Regions from separate parts of the Arachis hypogaea genome. Here region 2 is linked to region 1. The links are chromatin contacts, called in public Hi-C maps. All regions are on one chromosome and are shown on one strand. Each heading gives the region's core, a stretch centred on a gene start, on an enhancer-like site or on the middle of the called end of the contact. The rest is flanking DNA. Distances are from core to core; before and after follow the strand shown. Region 1 holds the start of LOC140180033. Region 2 holds the start of LOC112758313 (protein PHR1-LIKE 1).

Region 1 (4,744 bases), core at 1,702-4,201:
TCATCTGGGTGAGCTCCTGGTGCTGCCTCTGCTGCTCAGCCAAAACCTGCTAAAGGAGGGCACTATGACCATCCTGGCCAATCATCAGCTGCTCAATGGATGAGGTAAGCTGATGCCAAACTCCCGTGGTGGGAAGTAGTATCCCTGAGGTATCATGGGCTGCTCCTGTTGAGGAGGGAGAACCGGCTCTCCCTCGGCTGCAGGATCGTTTCTCGGGGACCGTGCATATTCTCTGGCATACTCCATAGTCCTCCTAGAGATTGGCCTCTCTATAAGGATGAGGATGTCGTTCTCTAGGCGCACTCTTGCAGCATCACAGAGGTAGTGGATAAGATGTAGGAAGGCCAACTTGGCATGTGTGGAGGCATTGGAGGCAATGCTGTATATCTGCTGTGGAATTGTAAGCTTCACCTCCACCTCATTCCCTAGCATGATGTAGTGGATCATAACAGTCCGGTCCACGGTAACCTCAGAGCGGTTACTAGTCGGAATGATGGAGCATTGGATAAAGTCCAATCAACCTCGGGCTAGCGGCTTCAAATCATGCCGCCCCAGCTGATTTGGTTGCCCTTCTGAATTCAGCCTCTATTGGGCTCCCGGGAGGCATATGTCTGGAAGAATCTGATCATGTCTCTGATCGCCACTCATCCTCTCACTATAGGAGTGATCATTATCCCTTAGAGGTGGTAGTTGGAGTGCCTCCCTCATACTCTTTGGGCCGAAGTGTAGAATCCTCTCTCTTATCATAGTGTGGTAGTTCTTGGGACTGGGATCACACCCCGCACATGCTTGTATGTAACCCACACATTTCCATAAAATTTCTGGACCTTTAGCTGGACCACTTCAGTATGCGAGTTACATAATGTTCTCCAGCCTCTTCTTTGTATCTGCTCCTAAATCTTCGGATACTCATCCAGCTTGAGATCAAACTGGATTTTAGGAATCACTTTCTTCTTACTGGTGATCTCAAAGAAATGCTATTCGTACACTTTAGAGCTGAACCGGTTGGCATCAAACAGACCAGTCTGAGGGGCCTTTTCCTTCTTCTTTCTTGAAGAGGACTCTCCTCCCTTTGGTGCCATGTATAACAGTTAAAGAACAAGCAGCGCGACCACACCAAACTTAACAATTTTACTCGTCCTCGAGCAAAGAAAATCAGAAAATAGAGGATGGAGAAATAGAAAGGGGGTGGCAATAGGTGCAAGAAAAGGTAATTTTTGGGTGGAGAGGGAGGGTGGTGAAATAGAAAAAGAAAAGTAAAAAGGGGTTACTAATGAAAAAGAAAGAAAAGATAAATAAAAGGGTAGTGAGAAGTGGGGATGGAGTGGATTAAAATTTATTTATATAGAGAAGAGGGGGAGGAGGGAGTTACATTATGGGGGAAGGGAATTGAATGGGAATGAAAAAAAATTGGGGAAGGGGTTAGTGGCGTAATGGTTGGGGGGTGAGATTTGGGGAAGAGTGGTGAATGGGGAATGTAATTGGGGAAGGGGTAATGGTTGGGGGTGGGGTGGTGAATTCAAAATTCCAAAACTTTACAAATTTCAAAATTTGAATCCCGTACGAAGGGGTCTTCGAGGCGCTCTCGGCGCTAAACACCAAGTCCCGGCGTTTAGTGCCACCCCCGCTTCTTTTTTTTTGCGCTAAACGCCTAGGTAGTAGCGTTTAGTGCCACCAACATAGTGGTTCAATCACCAAATGGAACATCCTTGGTGCTAAACGCCAGATAGCAACGTTAGCGCCACTAAGACAGTGGCACCTCCTCAAATTACGTGCTGCTCGGTGCTAAACGCTAGGTCTCGACATTTAGTGCCACCAGGACAATGGCTCCCCCTCAAATTACATGTATATCAGTGCTAAACACTAGGTCTCAGCATTTAGCTCCACCATCACAGTGAATCTGCCTCAAAATACATGCCTCCTAGCGCCAAATGCCAGGTCGTAGTGTTTAGCGCCGAGGCAGCCGAATAAAAACTCCTCCAGAGTGTCTTGAACTCCCTTCTAATTGCACCTGTTCCTGTTATCAACATCTTGCATGACCAAAACACACGTAAAAAGAAGGAAAATTCTCAATAACTAGAATGAAGTAAATAAAACTAAAATGAATGTAAAATCAAAGGATACTAAAGATTGGGTTGCCTCCCAACAAGCGCTTCTTTAATGTCACTAGCTTGACAGTCAGCTCTGCTAAGTCAGCAGATGAGCGGACCTCTAGCGATCAACTTCACTTCCAAGATAGTGTTTTAGCCTCTGGCCATTGACAGTTAACCTCCTGTCAGAGTTTTCTTCTTGGAGTTCCACATGATCATAAGAAGATACTCTAGTTACCACAAATGGTCCTAACCACCAGGATTTCACCTTTCCAGGAAAGTTATTGAGCTTTGAATTAAACAGTAAGACTTTCTGGCCTGGCTCAAATGTTCTGGTGGCTATCCTTTTATCATGCTGCACCTTTGTCTTCTCCTTATAGAGTTTGGCATTTTTATATGTTGAGTTTCTAAATTCATCAAGCTCATTGAGTTGGAGGAGCCGCGTCTCTCCTGCAACTTTGGCATCAAAGTTCAGGAACTTTGTTGCCCAGTAAGCTCTGTTTTCCAACTCCATTGGAAAGTGACAGGATTTGCCATAGACTAACTGATATGGAAACATGCCAAAAGGAGTCTTGAAAGCCATCTGGTATGCCCAGAGAGTATCATCAAGCTTCCTAGCCCAGTCCTTCCTTGAAGCACTAATGGTCTTCTCCAGAATTCTCTTGAGTTCTCTATTAGAGACCTCAACCTGTCCACTTATCTGAGGATAATAGGGGGTAGCTACCTTATGACGGACTCCATATTTCTGAAGAAGAGAGTCCAGCTGTTTGTTGTATAAGTGGCTGCCCCCATCCTTGATTAGTGTCCTTGGGACACCAAAACGGTGGAAGATATATCTCTGAAGAAAGCTCATCACCACCATGGCATCATTAGTGGGCAAAGCCACGACTTCCACCCACTTGGACACATAATCTACTGCCACTAAAATGTAATTGTTGAATTTGAGGGAGGGAAAGGTCCCATGAAATTAATACCCCACACATCAAACAACTCAATCTCTAATATTCTCTACTGTGGCATCTCATTATGGTTGGGAATATTTCCAACTCTCTGGCACTTGTCACAATTCTTTACAAAATCTCAAGCATCTCTAAAGAGGGTCGGCCAATAAAAATTGCTCTGAAGGACCTTTGTTGCTGTCCTCTCACCACCAAAGTGGCCATCATACTCGGAACCATGACAATGCCAAAGAATCTACTGTGCCTCCTCATCCGGAATACATCGTCGGATGATACCATTTGACCATCTCTTGAAAAGATAGGGCTCCTCCCATAAAAGAAATACTTGGAATCACTGAGCAGCTTTTTCACCTGCTGTTTAGTATATTCTTTTGGGATGAACCTCATAGCCTTGTAATTTGTAATATCTGCAAATCACGGGGCTCTCTGTATAGCAAAGGGTTGCTCATCAGAAAAAGTCTCATTCATAGGAATGGGTTATTGCACGACATCTTCAGGCTCAATCCTAGAAAGGTGGTCAGCCACTTGGTTCTCTGATTCTTTCTTGTCTGTAATCTCAATATCAAACTCCTGAAGAATGAGCACCCACCTGATCAATCTTGGTTTAGCAACCTGTTTGGTTAGAAGGTACTTAAGAGCAGCATGGTCAGTATAAACAATAATCTTAGAACCAATCAAATAGGACCTAAACTTATTAAATGCAAAAACTACAGCTAATAGTTCTTTTTCTTTAGTTGTGTAATTCTTTTGTGCGTCATTTAGCACACAACTAGCATAATAAATGACATGCACAAGCTTGTTTTATCTCTGCCCCAAGGCACCTCCTATAGCATGATTACTGGCATCACACATCAATTCAAACGGTAAATTCTAGTTAGGAGGAGCTATGATGAGTGCAGAGACAAGCCGAGCTTTTAGAGTTTCAAAGGCATGCAAACAATTATCATTAAAGAAAAAAGGAATGTTTGCAACTAAGAGGTTACTTAGAGGTTTAGCAATTTTAGAAAAATCCTTTATAAACCTTCTATAAAAACCTGTATGTCCTAAGAAACTTCAGATTGCCTTTACATTAGTGGGTGGTGGCAATTTTTCAATTACCTCCACCTTAGCTTTATCAATCTTTATTCCTTTACTTGAAATCTGATGCCCAAGAACAATACCTTCAGTCACCATAAAATAACATTTTTTTCAGTTTAAAACAAGGTTTGTTTCTTGGTACCGCTTCAAGACCAAGGAAAGATTTCTCAGGCAAGAATCAAAAGAATTACCAAATACAAAAAAATCTTCCATAAATATCTCAATAAACTTTTCAACCCTGTCAGAAAATATTGAAAGCATACACCTTTGAAAAGTTGCTGGGGTATTGCACAATCTAAACGGCATCCTCCGGTAAGCAAATACACCAAAAGGACAAGTGAATGCCGTCTTCTATTGATCTTGAGGGTCCACTGCAATCTGATTATATTTAGAATAATCATCTAGAAAATAATAAAATGCATGTCCAGCTAACCTCTTAAGCATCTGATCAATAAAAGACAAGGGAAAGTGGTCCTTCCTAGTTGCAGTGTTGAGCCTCCTGTAGTCAATGCACATATGCCACCCGGTGACGATTTGTGTAGAAATTAGCTCATTCTTCTCATTCTTGACCACTGTCACGCCTTCTTTCTTGGGAACAACTTGCACGGGACTCACCCA
Region 2 (4,449 bases), core at 462-2,961, 150 kb after region 1:
ACAACCCGAAATTGAGCCTTCAGGTTCTGCACCATCTCATCCATACCTTTATCTATGGTTGCCTCAAGCTCTGCATATTTATCTCTGGACTTAATAACTTCATCTACCAAGTCGAGCTTCTTTCCAAAGACCTAGATCCGTCACGTGATGCTACCGTCGCTTGAAGGGAGTTCGAAGAGAGAGAGAGAGAAAGAGAAAGAGAGAGAGAGAGATCGTTGCCATCGTTACTCCAACATTTACTGTCGCTGTCCTATTTTACCACTGTTATCAACATCGAAATTTGCTAGGCATATCATTAATAACAAAGAGGAAGATAGGGTTTATATTTTTTAATTATTAATTTTATAATTATTAAGGGTAAATTTATCGTTTTATTGACCAAAAAATAATTTTAATATTAATGATAATTTTAAACGAAAATATGTTATAAACAATTTTAATTTCAACTCTAAATTTTAGAAATTAAAAGAGTACCTATCCTAAAACTAAAAAATTACATTACAATCAGTACGATGATTATAATACAATAACATTTTTTTTAAATAAAAAACGGTAGAAAAAGGTAATCTGTGGTCTTGAAGCCCTCTGTATGGTGATTGGGTATCTTCATCCTTGCTAAATCAAATATTGAGTGGTTCGTTTTTTTTTATTCTTTTTATAAGTAGGTGTTTGATATAACAAAACTAGAAGGAACTGGCAAAAAGGCCATTTGTATACATACATCCCATCAATAAAATGAAAATATTAACATTATGCAACTAACTATTAAAATACATATTAAAATATATAATAAAAATATATAAAATAATATGTATAAATATAGTGAATGATTTTTTTATGTTTTATAAACAAAATGGACTATGATATGATATTGAGCCTACTTAATTAATTACAGGTAACGCTATAAAGTTACGAATCTAGAAATTAGATCTGTTATTAGTCTGGAACACTAGCCACAAAACATTTTACCCAGTGATTATGTAGCACTTAGCACATAACAATTCTTTTAGATAAGGGTCAAGAGTTTGAATTAATGTTTAAATTTATAGTTAGCATCTATCCTTTTAAATTAAAAGCAAGCACCTCTAATAAAAGTAAAGTAAAACCAAGAAGTGAGTCTTTTTTTCAATGATAGATACCCTGGAAAAATAAAATAATCCAGCACATAGGGCATAGCTTTCTTTCATTTTCGACAAATTTGACATAGAGTAGCAAGTAATAAGGTAGGAATCGCCACCATTCAAAAAGAAATTAGACAATGACCAATGACCTTGATGGACCATTTTTGGACCCATGCCACACTCACATTCATCACTCTTCACTCTTCACTCTTCACTCAACACCGTTCATTAGCAGCCTTTCGCTTCCATCAGCAGCCAATAAATCCACACACACTTTACCCATTTAATTAAATAGAAAAAAAATACACAATTAAAAAATTTAATTTTAATACACTATTAATATCAAATAATTTTATATTTATATCTAATTATATTAATTATCTTTTATATTAATTGTATAAATAATCATTTGAAAAACGAAATATAATTAAATAATTATATAAAATATTTTATATTATTACATTATCAAAATTAAAATTATAAAAAATACTATATAATATACATAATTTTTTTCCATGTCATTATTTGCTTTACATTTGTTAAAGTCAACAAGTTGCAAAGTGCAAATAGCAGGGAGGAAAAGGATTAGAGTGACACACACAAAACAAAAGCTTGTGCATGAATCCGAATCGGACGGTGGAGAATGAACAAGAGAAGAGACACACGTGTGAGTGGCGCAGGGGATGGCAAACTTGTTTCAGTTGGCCAATGACAAGAGAGAGAAATGGAGGGTGTGGTAATGATTTTTTATGAGAGAGAGAGAGAGAATGATAATATGATATTATGAGAATCAAAAACACCAAAAAGGACCGAGTTTGGGTTCCGAGATTGTTTGTTTAAGTGAAACACGACAAACCCAAAATACGTGTGCAACAGCAATACAACTCTGTGTTCCTCTCAACCTTGTCTTCTGTTATAGCATACCATAACCACAAACAACCATAGCCGAACCTCAAAAATCTAACCTTGGATTCCCAGCTTTCAGGTTCTCTTAGTTCCCACATAATCATTTTTATAGGTAAGTGCATAATCCATACACCCACTTTTGTAAATTTCAAAAAGTGTTGATTTTTGATTGTTGGGGTTAGGTGTCACTTGCTTATTGTTTTTGGGTTGGATTTATTTTTGGATAAGGTAAATTATTTTGAGCTCATATCTATTAATTTGGCAAATTTCTTTGTTCAAATCTGGAAGTGTGTTTTGATCTGTTCTGGTCAGAGATGTGTGTGTGTGTTGGGGTGTGGGTGTGGGTGAAATTCTGATTTTTTTTTTGTGACACTTGTCAATGTTTTTAACGGCGAATTCAGATTTGATGGCACCACTGAAATAGCTTAATGTTCAATGGATTCACATAATTGCCACGTATGTGTATATTTGTGTTCATTAGTTTTGCCGGCGGCTTCTGATGAAAACTTTTTAGGCCACTGCTTTTTTTTTTTTTTTTTTCCTTTATGTGGAGTTCTTTTAGGAGTTGGATATATTTTTAATAATAAATCTGATTTTTCCTTTTTTTGAAGTTATAAGATTGATTTTGCCGAATGTTGTATTTCTCATCCCATCTTATTTATTATGCCTAATTTAGCCTAAATATTGGTCTATTATTGGATAACCATGTTGCATTACTTCTATCTGTTTTTGTGTGATTTTGTCATTTCAACTTAGGTTCTTAGAGGATTAACAAGGAACCTGCTGTATATTTTGTCCAAATATGTTGGTAGTAATGATAATTGTCATTGGTTGTTATTGACAAAGGTACAAAGCTAGTTTCACTTGGAAGGAAGCTTTGAGTTCTATGTCTTCATCTTCTCCTGTTCTTCCAACACCACTGGATAACAAGTACATGAAACCCCCAGATTCGTTTCAGCTTTCGCCTATAAGAGAAATGACTGTGAATCCATCCCCCTTACAATCTACATCGTCGAATTCCAACACCAGAAGTACCGGACACACATTTTCGTCCCCTGGTGTTGTCTCTTTTTCTTCAGCTTCGCAGCATGAAAGGCAGCATCAACCTTCTTCCTTTGTTTCACAGACATTAGGTGAAGACAGTGTGTCTTCGGAGCTACATTCAGCATCATTCATTTCCCAGCCTCAAGAAAGCGACGAGATTTCCTGGGGACCGGATCCGTTCCAGGATATGCTTGGTTTCCCTGAAAATGTTTCTGTCCAGCATGATCAGGTGGAAAATGGTGCTTGTTATACAAACGATGACAATGTCAAACAATCTGATTTTGGGGAGTGGGTTGATAAGTTAATGTCAATTGATGATTCTTATGACCCAAATTGGAGTCAGCTCCTTGGTGATGATAATGAATCAGAACCAAAACCAAAGGTTGGTTTGTTTCTCTAACTGGTTTTTGCAGGTGGAAACTCAGATGTAGCCAACTTCACGTAAAGTTGATAACTAAGAGCCGTTAGATAAAAATTTAGTCAAATCATTCAAATCATTTAGTCAACTTCACGTGAAGTTGGTTTGTTTCTCCTTATTTTATTTTGTTTATGTTTATTGTATGTGTTCCGAAAACTTATCCTGGTCCTACCCTTTTGATGCAGCCCATCCAGCAGCAGAATGTACCATCTAAAGAAGTTAAAGGTCTTCCTAGTTCTCCATCAACTGCATCACAAACGAAGCCTCGAATGCGTTGGACACCAGAACTTCACGAGGCCTTTGTGGAAGCGGTGAATCAGCTTGGTGGCAGCGAGAGTATGTCTACTTCTCCATAGTCTCACAATGATGGACCTTTTCAGTTGATTTTTCTTGTTCATCTCATGATGTTAAATTGTTAATCAACATGCAGAGGCTACTCCCAAGGGGGTCTTGAACCTCATGAAAGTTAAGGGCCTTACGATCTACCATGTCAAAAGCCACCTACAGGTACATTCCATTTTCCTTCCACTTAAATAGCATGTGAGTAAATTTATTTAGGTGAATTCTAGTATGACTATGCTATAGTGACTATGGTGACTACGTAAGTATTGTTAAAATTAAAGTCACATTTTTTTTTATATTTTGTAACACTTTTTTTAAGTAACACTTTCTAAAAACCATTGTTTAATAATAAAAAAAGCGTTAAAATACCAGGTAGTCACTATAACATAGTCATACTAGAATGACCCATTTATTTAATCTAACACCTTTCATACATTATTTGTGACTGCAGAAGTATAGAACGGCCAGGTACAAACCTGAGACCCCAGAAGGTATGTGAAAGTTTACTTATCAGTTCTATCGTTCATATGTGAAAGCTTACCCAAAAGAAAAAGGAAAGATGTTTTGTTTGCAATATCAAATGCATCCTCTTTTTGCTTTGATCTTCATTACAGTTGC

What was found. Hi-C and Micro-C count contacts between places; a contact is called where the count stands out from the background.
Region 2: a contact with region 1 is called in a Hi-C map of leaf, with 1.9 times the contacts expected there. The contact joins the promoter of LOC112758313 here to the promoter of LOC140180033 in region 1. A contact is called at or near these places in 2 of 8 Hi-C or Micro-C datasets (leaf and an unstated tissue).

The regions. Positions count from the first base shown.
Region 1 is chr16:19,886,747-19,891,490 of arahy.Tifrunner.gnm2.J5K5, forward strand. It overlaps LOC140180033, which reads right to left and starts at 2,952. Exons shown (of 1, transcript XM_072220415.1): 1 at 2,212-2,952. The coding sequence starts at 2,952. The coding sequence ends at 2,212.
Region 2 is chr16:20,042,369-20,046,817 of arahy.Tifrunner.gnm2.J5K5, forward strand. It overlaps LOC112758313 (protein PHR1-LIKE 1), which reads left to right and starts at 1,712. Exons shown (of 8, transcript XM_025806941.3): 1 at 1,712-2,139; 2 at 2,874-3,453; 3 at 3,675-3,825; 4 at 3,920-3,996; 5 at 4,283-4,322. The coding sequence starts at 2,914.